Linked DNA regions of Urocitellus parryii: regions 1 and 2 are each linked to region 3. A link is a contact called in public Hi-C data. All regions are on one chromosome and are shown on one strand. The core of a region is the stretch at or near the end of the contact, and the rest is flanking DNA. Distances in the headings are between cores, read along the strand shown. Region 1 holds the start of Clock (clock circadian regulator). Region 2 holds the start of Srd5a3 (steroid 5 alpha-reductase 3). Region 3 holds the start of Exoc1 (exocyst complex component 1).

What was found. Hi-C and Micro-C count contacts between places; a contact is called where the count stands out from the background.
Region 1: a Hi-C map of liver shows a contact between it and region 3, with 3 times the contacts expected there. The contact joins the promoter of Clock here to the promoter of Exoc1 in region 3. A contact is called at or near these places in 2 of 2 Hi-C or Micro-C datasets (liver and muscle).
Region 2: a Hi-C map of liver shows a contact between it and region 3, with 5 times the contacts expected there. The contact joins the promoter of Srd5a3 here to the promoter of Exoc1 in region 3. A contact is called at or near these places in 2 of 2 Hi-C or Micro-C datasets (liver and muscle).

What each region holds. Positions count from the first base shown.
Region 1 is chr10:103,970,522-103,973,275 of mUroPar1.hap1, forward strand. Clock (clock circadian regulator) reads left to right here and starts at 1,438. Exons shown (of 23, transcript XM_026386463.2): 1 at 1,438-1,596. It overlaps LOC113181121 (a long non-coding RNA gene), which reads right to left and starts at 2,433. Exons shown (of 3, transcript XR_003300561.2): 1 at 2,073-2,433; 2 at 875-998; 3 at 236-330.
Region 2 is chr10:104,151,258-104,154,126 of mUroPar1.hap1, forward strand. It overlaps Srd5a3 (steroid 5 alpha-reductase 3), which reads right to left and starts at 1,408. Exons shown (of 5, transcript XM_026386699.2): 1 at 1,117-1,408. The coding sequence starts at 1,337.
Region 3 is chr10:103,707,108-103,709,909 of mUroPar1.hap1, forward strand. Exoc1 (exocyst complex component 1) reads right to left here and starts at 1,316. Exons shown (of 18, transcript XM_026386268.2): 1 at 1,182-1,316.

The sequences.
Region 1 (2,754 bases), core at 188-2,687, 260 kb after region 3:
GATCACTGTCTTCAGGATAAAATCCAAACATCAGACCCTAGAAACATTTAAACTCTCTTGTCTGGCTGCAACCTATTTCATCAGTATTATTCTCTTGCTACCTAACAGTATTAGGACTCTTAATTGCGGGTGACAGAAAACTTGTTCTAGCAATAAAACACATCCAAGAATTTATTATTTTAATTGAAATTTCCAGAGCAACCTAGTTTACAATGGTTTCCGTGACCATCTTTGAATCTGCACCACCCCCGCCCCCGCCCCAGGGTACTTTCTCATTAATCGTGCATGAAAAGCTGGCTCCAGTCCTCCATTCTTCCAGATTCAGATCCACTGGAAAAGAGGTAACATCCAAAATCAACTCAAACATACCTTCCCCCTGATGTCCTTTCCAGACCATATGGACTGGGTAGAGGGAGGATAGTTCTCCAAATGAAATTATCAGAATGGGAGTGAACGGGGAACAAACAGAAACGTCTATTAAAATTCCTTCTACTAAATGGAGTAATTAATAAATCATGCTTTTCCACTTCCCAAAGAAAAATGCTGAGGTGAAAGATCAGGAATCTGGATTAAGTTCTTCGACTCTGATGTTTTTTTTTTTTTTCCCCACGTGGACCAATTGTATTTCAAGCATCAGGGGAAGTAATTTCACCTCTCTCCCCAGGTAAGCTGTAAATATTCACACGCTGTTCTAACCAAAAAAAAAAAAAAAAAAAAAAAAAAAAAAAAAAAAACCAGAGCAAATTACGATCCCCGACCACTCTCTTTGCGTGTCCACCTCCCCATCCCTGCACCCAAGTCTTCCATTACACTGTCACTTGGTTTTCACTAAAAGGCCAGCGGGGAAACTGCAAATGAGCAAATACATCCAGACCTCTTGCCACTGCTGCGGCTGAAGGTGCCCACGGTCCTGTCTCCCCAAACCAACCACCAGCCAGTAAGAAGCACTCGAAGACGCGCGCCTCCAGGGTCACTGGTGGTCCAGGAATCTTCGCAACCTCCAGGAGAGGAAATCAGAGTGCTGAGGCGTGTCCACCCAACACTGGAAAAGCCTAGCCTGGCGTCAGCAAAGCTCTGCTTTTCGAGGAAGAGAGCATCCCCTTTCTGGCCTCTGGATCTCTTACCCTTCAGGAGGCTATTTCTTCACCTCCTTGCCCAGCATCCATGGTGAAAGTCAAAGAAGCCCCGACCTACCGCTAAAGCTCCCCGGTCCCGCCTCCCAGGCTTTCCATAACCGGTGCCCTCCCGGGTGGCTCAGGGAACGGGGCGCCGGGAGATCCCGGTTTCCTTCACAGAGCGCGTACAAGCACGGCCCGAGGGAGCGGGAGTCTCGGGCGCCCGGGATTCCCTGGCGCAGCTCCGCGCTGTCTAACGGGGCAAGTCGCATGCGCACCGAGACGCGCCGGGGAAAGCGAGCGCGAGGGGAGGGGCGAACGCAGAGCCTCGGCTGACCGCGGAACCCGGGGGTCACTGACAACGCATGCGCCGGGAGGGAGCGCAATCACGGACTTCTCTTGCGGCTACCGCTTTAAAAAAGGAAACCCCGGGCAGCGAGAGCGCGAAGTAAATCTGGCCGCCGCCGCGTGCGCGCACCCGGTGAGTGGCGCCCCACCGGGTGGGCCTGGGCCTGACGTCCACCGGTTGGCTTGTCCCGGTGGCGCATGCGTGCTGCCGGTGCCGGTGGAGGAGGGGAAGGGAGGGAGGGGGAGGAGGAGCGGGCAGCAGTAGCGGTGAATTTTTGGGGGTGGGTGGGGGCGCCACTCGCAGCCCCAGGTGCTGCTGGCGCTGGGAGCCACGGTGTCTCCTGGACGCAGCCGGTTGGCGGTTCCGAGTAGCCGCAGCCTGAGTCTTGGGTGGGGGAGGGAAGCAGCCGGAGCCGCCGCAAGCCACACGGTGAGGGCGCGGGCAAGGGGAGGGAGCGGGGGGCGGTGTGTGGGGCCGGGGGGCGGCGGCCAAGGAGGGGAAGGCGGGAGCTGAAGCCCAAGTTTTGCGTCTTGCTTAGCGTGCCTCTTCCCGGGAGTTGGGGCGGAGGCCCTCGGGGGCCTCGGGGCTTCGGGGGCAGCTGGGGTTACCTGCGGGGCAGGGGCGGGATTGGGGTGCGCGGCCGGCCCCGGTGACCGGAGGGTGACCGGGTTCCAGCCGGTTCCAGCGGCCGTGCGTCCGGGAAAGCGAGCCTGGTGCCGAGAGGGCTTTCGCCCGGGACCCGCTAGGCCTTGTGACCCACTTTTATTCCTGTCACCACTCGGGCACGTTTGGAGCGGCGCCCAATGGGGCGCTGGGGCGGCCAGCTCCTCCGGGGAACCCCCGCCCTCCTGGCGCCCCGGCCGCGCGTCGCCGTCCGTAGTCCGAGCGGCTGCTGCCGCCGCCGGTGGGCTGGTTCCGTTAGTGGTCGTGGTTCCGGGGCACGGTCCCTGGGGAGCGCGCGGCGCGGGGCGTCGGACTTGAGCTGCGCGCGGCTGGAGGGCGCGGCGCCGGGCTTCCCTTCTGCCCTGACGGGCGCCTCGAGCTCCGATTCGCCGCGGCGGCTGGCGTTTCTGGATCCCTTTCCGCCTGCGAAGCTGGCTTCCCTGGAGATGGTCCCGGCGCTCCGGCCGCTGGTGTGTAATCTCTAACACTTAGAGCCGCAGTGTATTTTCGGGAGGGTGTTTTTCTTTGGCGTGGAAGTCGTTCTGTTGAGAATAGACGGTAGAATCCTGAAAGATGAAAGCCGTGGCCTCTGACCCGGCAGATGACAGATAAGTCGGGCTGTGGTTT
Region 2 (2,869 bases), core at 158-2,657, 440 kb after region 3:
GGATGACCTTCTTTCTCAGTGTTAACACCTGGCTAGATCTTTCTCCCACACTGAAGAGTGGGGGATAGTTTCAGGAACCGACTGTTCTATACTTGGCCCTTTTGTGGTCTGTGGACCTGGGGCACCACCCGCGGGTGTTGGGCAGGATAACCCATAAGTTTAAACCATCAGAAACCATATCGTAATTCTTTCCGTTTCATTTCTAAACGTTAATTTAAGATTCAACTCAAAGGTAGAAAACATTTCTACTCTATTCTACTGTTTAGTGTCTGACTCTTCCTATGTATGTCCTGAATTCAAAGTGGCCAAAGAAAGAGTTCAACGTGGGGGAGAGAGAGAGAGAGAGAGAGAGAGAGAGAGAGAGAGAGAGAGAGAGAGAGAGGGAGGGAGGGAGGGAGGGAGGGAGGGAGGGAGGGAGGAGGGAGAGAATGAATTCAAAGTGAAGAAAGAAGGAATGAATGAATGAAAGAAAATCTGCTGTATGTCTCCATAATTTTTGAATGAATTCTATTTCAGTCCTAATGATCTAATCCTTCACGGAACTTAATTATGAAATCTGTTGAAAGTCAAATGGAGCTTAGGAAGAGACTGGCCTAAAATGTGTCACCCTGAACAACCTTCTCCAGGGGCATCTGCCGAGGAACGGCCTGAGGAGGTGGCATCCCTGCGATGACCATCTCTCAGTCTTATCTGACTGCGAGGGGCTGGGGTGCCACGGGCAGGTCTGCCTTCATTTCCATAAATTCCGGCGACCTCAAGAAAGGCTGTGAGCCCCTTGAGTGCAGGAGAGAGGAACGAAGAGAATTTGGGACAAAGGAGACTAGTTCGCCGCATGGCCGGGCCTAAATTCGGATGTCCTTTCATTTCCGGGAAAGAAAGGCTCCGAGCGGCCACAAGTTCACATTCCAGCGCCCGCGACACTGCGCGCGGTTCTGCTCCTGGGTGTCCGGAGACACCTGGGGCACTGCGCCCCCGGGGCCACCAAGCGTTACAGAACAGAGCCCAGCCGCGCCCGGAACCCGCCGGGCCCGCAGCCCAGGTCGCCTCTGCTGCCCCCTGCCGGCTGCCCGCGAGCAGGGCGCCCCGGGCCGTCTGCGCCTGGGCAACCGCGGTTACCTCTTGGGGACATCAAAGGCCCGGCACACAGCCGGGCGCCGCGGCCCCCCCAGCTTGGTTTTCCCATAGCGGATCAGGTCCTGGAAGAGCGCGCAGCCCGGGAGCAGGCTGGGCGGCACGAGCTGCAGCAGCAAGGTCAGCAGGAAGGCGGCGGCCAGCGCCAGCCACAGCGCGCGCAGCGGGTTCAGCGACGAGGCCTCGGACCCCGCCCAGGGAGCCATGGCCCGCGCTCCCGGCGTCCACGAACCCGCGCCACCGCCACCGCCCCGGAGGAGCGGCCACTCCCGCCGCGCGCCGGCCCCGCGGGGCTGGACGTCGATGACGTGGCGCGGGGCGGGGACTCGCTGGGCCCCTCCCCGGACTCACCGCCCAGCGGCGCGCGTTCAGGGGCCGCGGTTCTCCAGGCTGCAGCTGCGCACTCGCGGTCCCTCCTCTGACACTGGGGATTCCTCGATGGAACTCCAGAGAGTCATTAAGCAGGATACGAGACCACGTGGCTGCAAGTCTTCACCGCAGCATTGTTTCCAATGGAAAAGCGGAATCACTCCTCAGTGTTCCACTTTGGTGTATTTAGCTATCGTTAGACGCACTGGCATGACAATTATGGAGACTAGAAACGCAGAAAATCGTCTGTGACAGCTTTAATGATATGCTAAGTTAAAACAGAAAAGCCGTCTATAAAATACATAGGATTGCAAACAACTTTATTAATATGAACATGTGTATATGTGGATTAAGAATGCAGGTCATGCACAAAAAATGAATAGTTGTATTAGAGTGTTGGGAATGTGTATAATGTAAATATATAAAGTACAAAGTCATCAAAGTAATGGCACATAATAAAAAGTGTAGGGAGGAAAACATTGTATTTAAAAAACAGCAGAACCCTACCCACTAGAGTTCCAGTCCCTAGAAGAAAAGTTTTTAGCTCCATCAGCCGCTGCTTCTGATATTTACCTCCATGTAGTGACCATGCTACTTCTCGATTCATCAATTTTAAAACAACATAGCTTTTTCTGTTTCTGAAAATGGAAATTTACCTCTTTTGAGTACTTAAAAAGCCTTTAAAATGTTAATTCAGAGAAATATTACTGTATGCCTACTGTGTGGCAGGCACTCTTTTGTACACTGAGGACAGAGAGGTTGGTAAGAGGAGTGCTGCTTCCTATTTGGATCTTACATTCTGGGGTGGGTAAGGGATTGAAGAAGGGAGAGGTAGTTTGCTCATCCCCTTTTCCCTAGTGAGGTAACCTAAATGATGTGGGTTGAAGTAGGTGGGCAGGTGAGTAGGATTTTAATTATTCTTTGGATGTTTAAAGTTTTGCTTCTTTGTGCAAGAAAGATAAGGGTTGGGCAAATGGACATTCCAGCTAGGACAATGAGGCCTTTTTGTGTGACCTAGGATCCTTTCTGCAGGAGTCACCCTTCGTTGTTTCTTTATTGTTCTTGGGTTAATTCCATAGAGATGCAGCTGGCCTTCCTATGGCATCTTTCCAAAGAAGTCTCTTATAAGTACATAATGGGACCAAGTTTCCTGGGCAGGAGGTTTTCTTATGGTTATCTGACCTGGGGAAGGAGTCGTAATAAGATAGGGATGTGTGTGTGTGTGTGTGTGTGTGTTTTGTGTGTGTGTGTGTGTGTGTGTGTATTGGAAATAGAAAAAATCTGAGACTGGGGGAAAATGTCCCATATTTTGGGGTTTGGATTTAATCAGAATACACAGAGAAGCTCTCTGTGGAGGGAGTGGCTGAAT
Region 3 (2,802 bases), core at 66-2,565:
TTACTGAATAATCAAGCACTTATTGTCTACTTGGCTCATGTGAGCATAAGCTCCTGGATCTTGGGAGCCCTATTAACAGAGTAAGAGAGTGTAGAGAAGGACAGGAGGGAGGGCAGGGAGGCTGTATCACTTTTGTGTTCTTGATAAGTACTTAACAGATATTTCTTGAGGAAATCTGAGCTGAACAGTAAAAAATGGTCAAATCAGTGACTAATCAATGACTAATAATGGCCAGTGTTTACCACACAGTCTCTCCTTAGTCTAAAGCAATGATTGGGTGCATGGTAACTGGTAAAAAGAGAAGACTGGGCATACCTCATAAAAGAGGCAGTCATAGTGAAAAGCTGTATGTGACCATTCGTTCATTCAGCAAATACTGATGTCTACTAAGTACCAGGTGCTAGTCTATTACAGTGGTGAACATGACAAACATGTTCTCGAAGACACCAAGACCTCTACTTACATGGAATTTACATCCTATAGGTCCAGTAATGATCTCTCCAGTTTTTACAGTACCTTTCTGTATGTCAGTAAACAAATCACTAGCGATCATATAAATCTATTTTACAGGTCTAAAACCCCAAGTTTGACCATGTGTCAGAGACAGCAAGCCACTGTTGGTTCTTGCTTCCTTAAACTCAGCTGGGCCATTACACTGCATGACAATTAGTTGGTCAGAGTGAGGCCATGTGGGTTGAGCCTCGAATGCTGTTGAGACAATTAAGGGCAGGGAGCACCATCATCTAGTAGACAAAACTGCCTAGAGACAGGGACACACGCTTAAGAGATTTCGAAGAACATGTTCCTTAGGACAAAGGAGAAGACACTGTCACGCCCTTCTCTCCTAGTCCACGCCAAAGAGCGTAACTACGGTAAGGACTGTTTGTCAAATATGAAATATGGATCCGATGGGCGGAACCGCAGAGGAACTTAAGAGGACTGTCCTCCCAGCTCCGCATTCGCCCAGCAAGGGGTGGAGGATGCTCCCACTGGGCTTTGCTCCTTATACATCAGGCGGGGTTGGGAAGAGGCCTGGCCAGCGAGAGTTCAGTGCCCGAGGCCCGGCGCGGAGCCAGTAGCGGCAGTGACAAACCGGCTCAAACCCTGGAGCCCGCCCGTCCACTCCTCGGTCCGCCGCCGCCGCGGCCAGGACCTCGTAGCAGCCGCGGCCGAAAGCTTACCGCAAGGCCGGACCGAGCCCGGCTATGCCGAGGCGGGTCCTCCAACACAGAGACCGGATGGGGCTGTGGCGGCCACCACCACTAGGACGTGCCCCTCAATTAAACCGCCAACGGGAAGCTGCAGTTTCCCCACAACTTCCCATATCCGGACACGTGACAATTTCCGCGCCGGAAGTTGATTCCGTAGAAAAGGAAGGAGAGGCGGTGCGAAAAAGGGAGAGGCCAATAGATGTGGAGGGGGCGGGGCGCCAGCCGACGGGCGCGGCTAGGCGGGAGATGGCTCTCGCTGGAGGGGCGTGTCTTGTAAAGGCAGGGGCGGGACGTCAAATGAGCGAGGCCTAAGTGAGACTGGGGATTTGATATTATGGGATATTTCCCTTCTTTATAAATGTTTATTCTGATATTTGCGGCAACTTAAGAGAGCTGATTAAATCTTTTTTTGTTTTGTTTTGTTGTTAGCATATGTAAAGCACTTTTAATTCTAACTCTTACTGCAGTGTGCTCTGCTGTCCAGGTGCTTGAGCATCATCTGAAGGCTCTTTAGAAAATGCAGCCTCGGGCTCACTTCACATCTACCGAATCAGAACCATCTATATCTTAACAAGATGATGCTTTTGTATATTTAAGTTTGAGAGGAAAATATAATGACAGTGCTACTGGTAATGAGGCAGGTGGTTCATTTATTCTACATTCCTGTCACTTTATTTATGACACTTACGCCAGGTACTTTTACTTCCCGTTAGAGAGGTGATTCGTGCCTGAATCCCACTCTGAAGGAGTTCACAGTGTATTAGTGCTTAACAAGGGGAATGCAAAAGAGGGAGTAACTCACTCTATCAGTGATGGATTCACTGAGAAAGTGACAGATGAGCTGTGCAAAATATCTTTCACTGATAATCTCAAGAGAGAATTTGGTGGGAAAATTAGCAGACATAGTAGGGAACTGTTTGTTACTGAGATTAATATGCTGTAGTCAAGGCTGCTTAAAATGCCTTTCATTTTCGTCGAATGACTTCCCTTTTAAGAGCAGGGTCTAGACCTATCTTTACAAATACCTGTTATGTCTTTCCTACTCAGTCCCGGAATGCATACTTTGCATACTTTATATGACAATTGTATGCTACTTTCTTCCTTAAAATTGGGAAATGAATTGTATTTCAGAAATCTAAACTTCCCTGAACTCCAGAATTGTCTACCCACACCCCTATCCTGGCTTTTCCATTCAGATGACTCAGAGGCATCTCAACTCAATAACTTAATTCTCATTTCTCCCCTCCCCTCCTTGAGTCTCCCTGAAGTGAGGCTTCTGAGGATTTGACTCCAAAGAGCAAAAATGAGGGAAGGGAGAGGGAAATGAAACATAGAAGAGGGAGAGGCAGTCTGAGGCAGAGTTATTGAGTTGATGATCATCATTATGTTTGACTGTTTTCCCAATCCCTTAGGACCTTCTAAGAAGCTTGATGAAATGAGTCCCAGAACTGTCCACTGAAGGAAACAATGGAGGAAACATTTATCTATCAACTCCCGTCCCTCTTCGATCAAAGGTTAATACTCCTGAGAATTAACTCTTCTACACTTCAAAATTATGCAGTTATGAATGCCACTCTCATATCAAGGATGT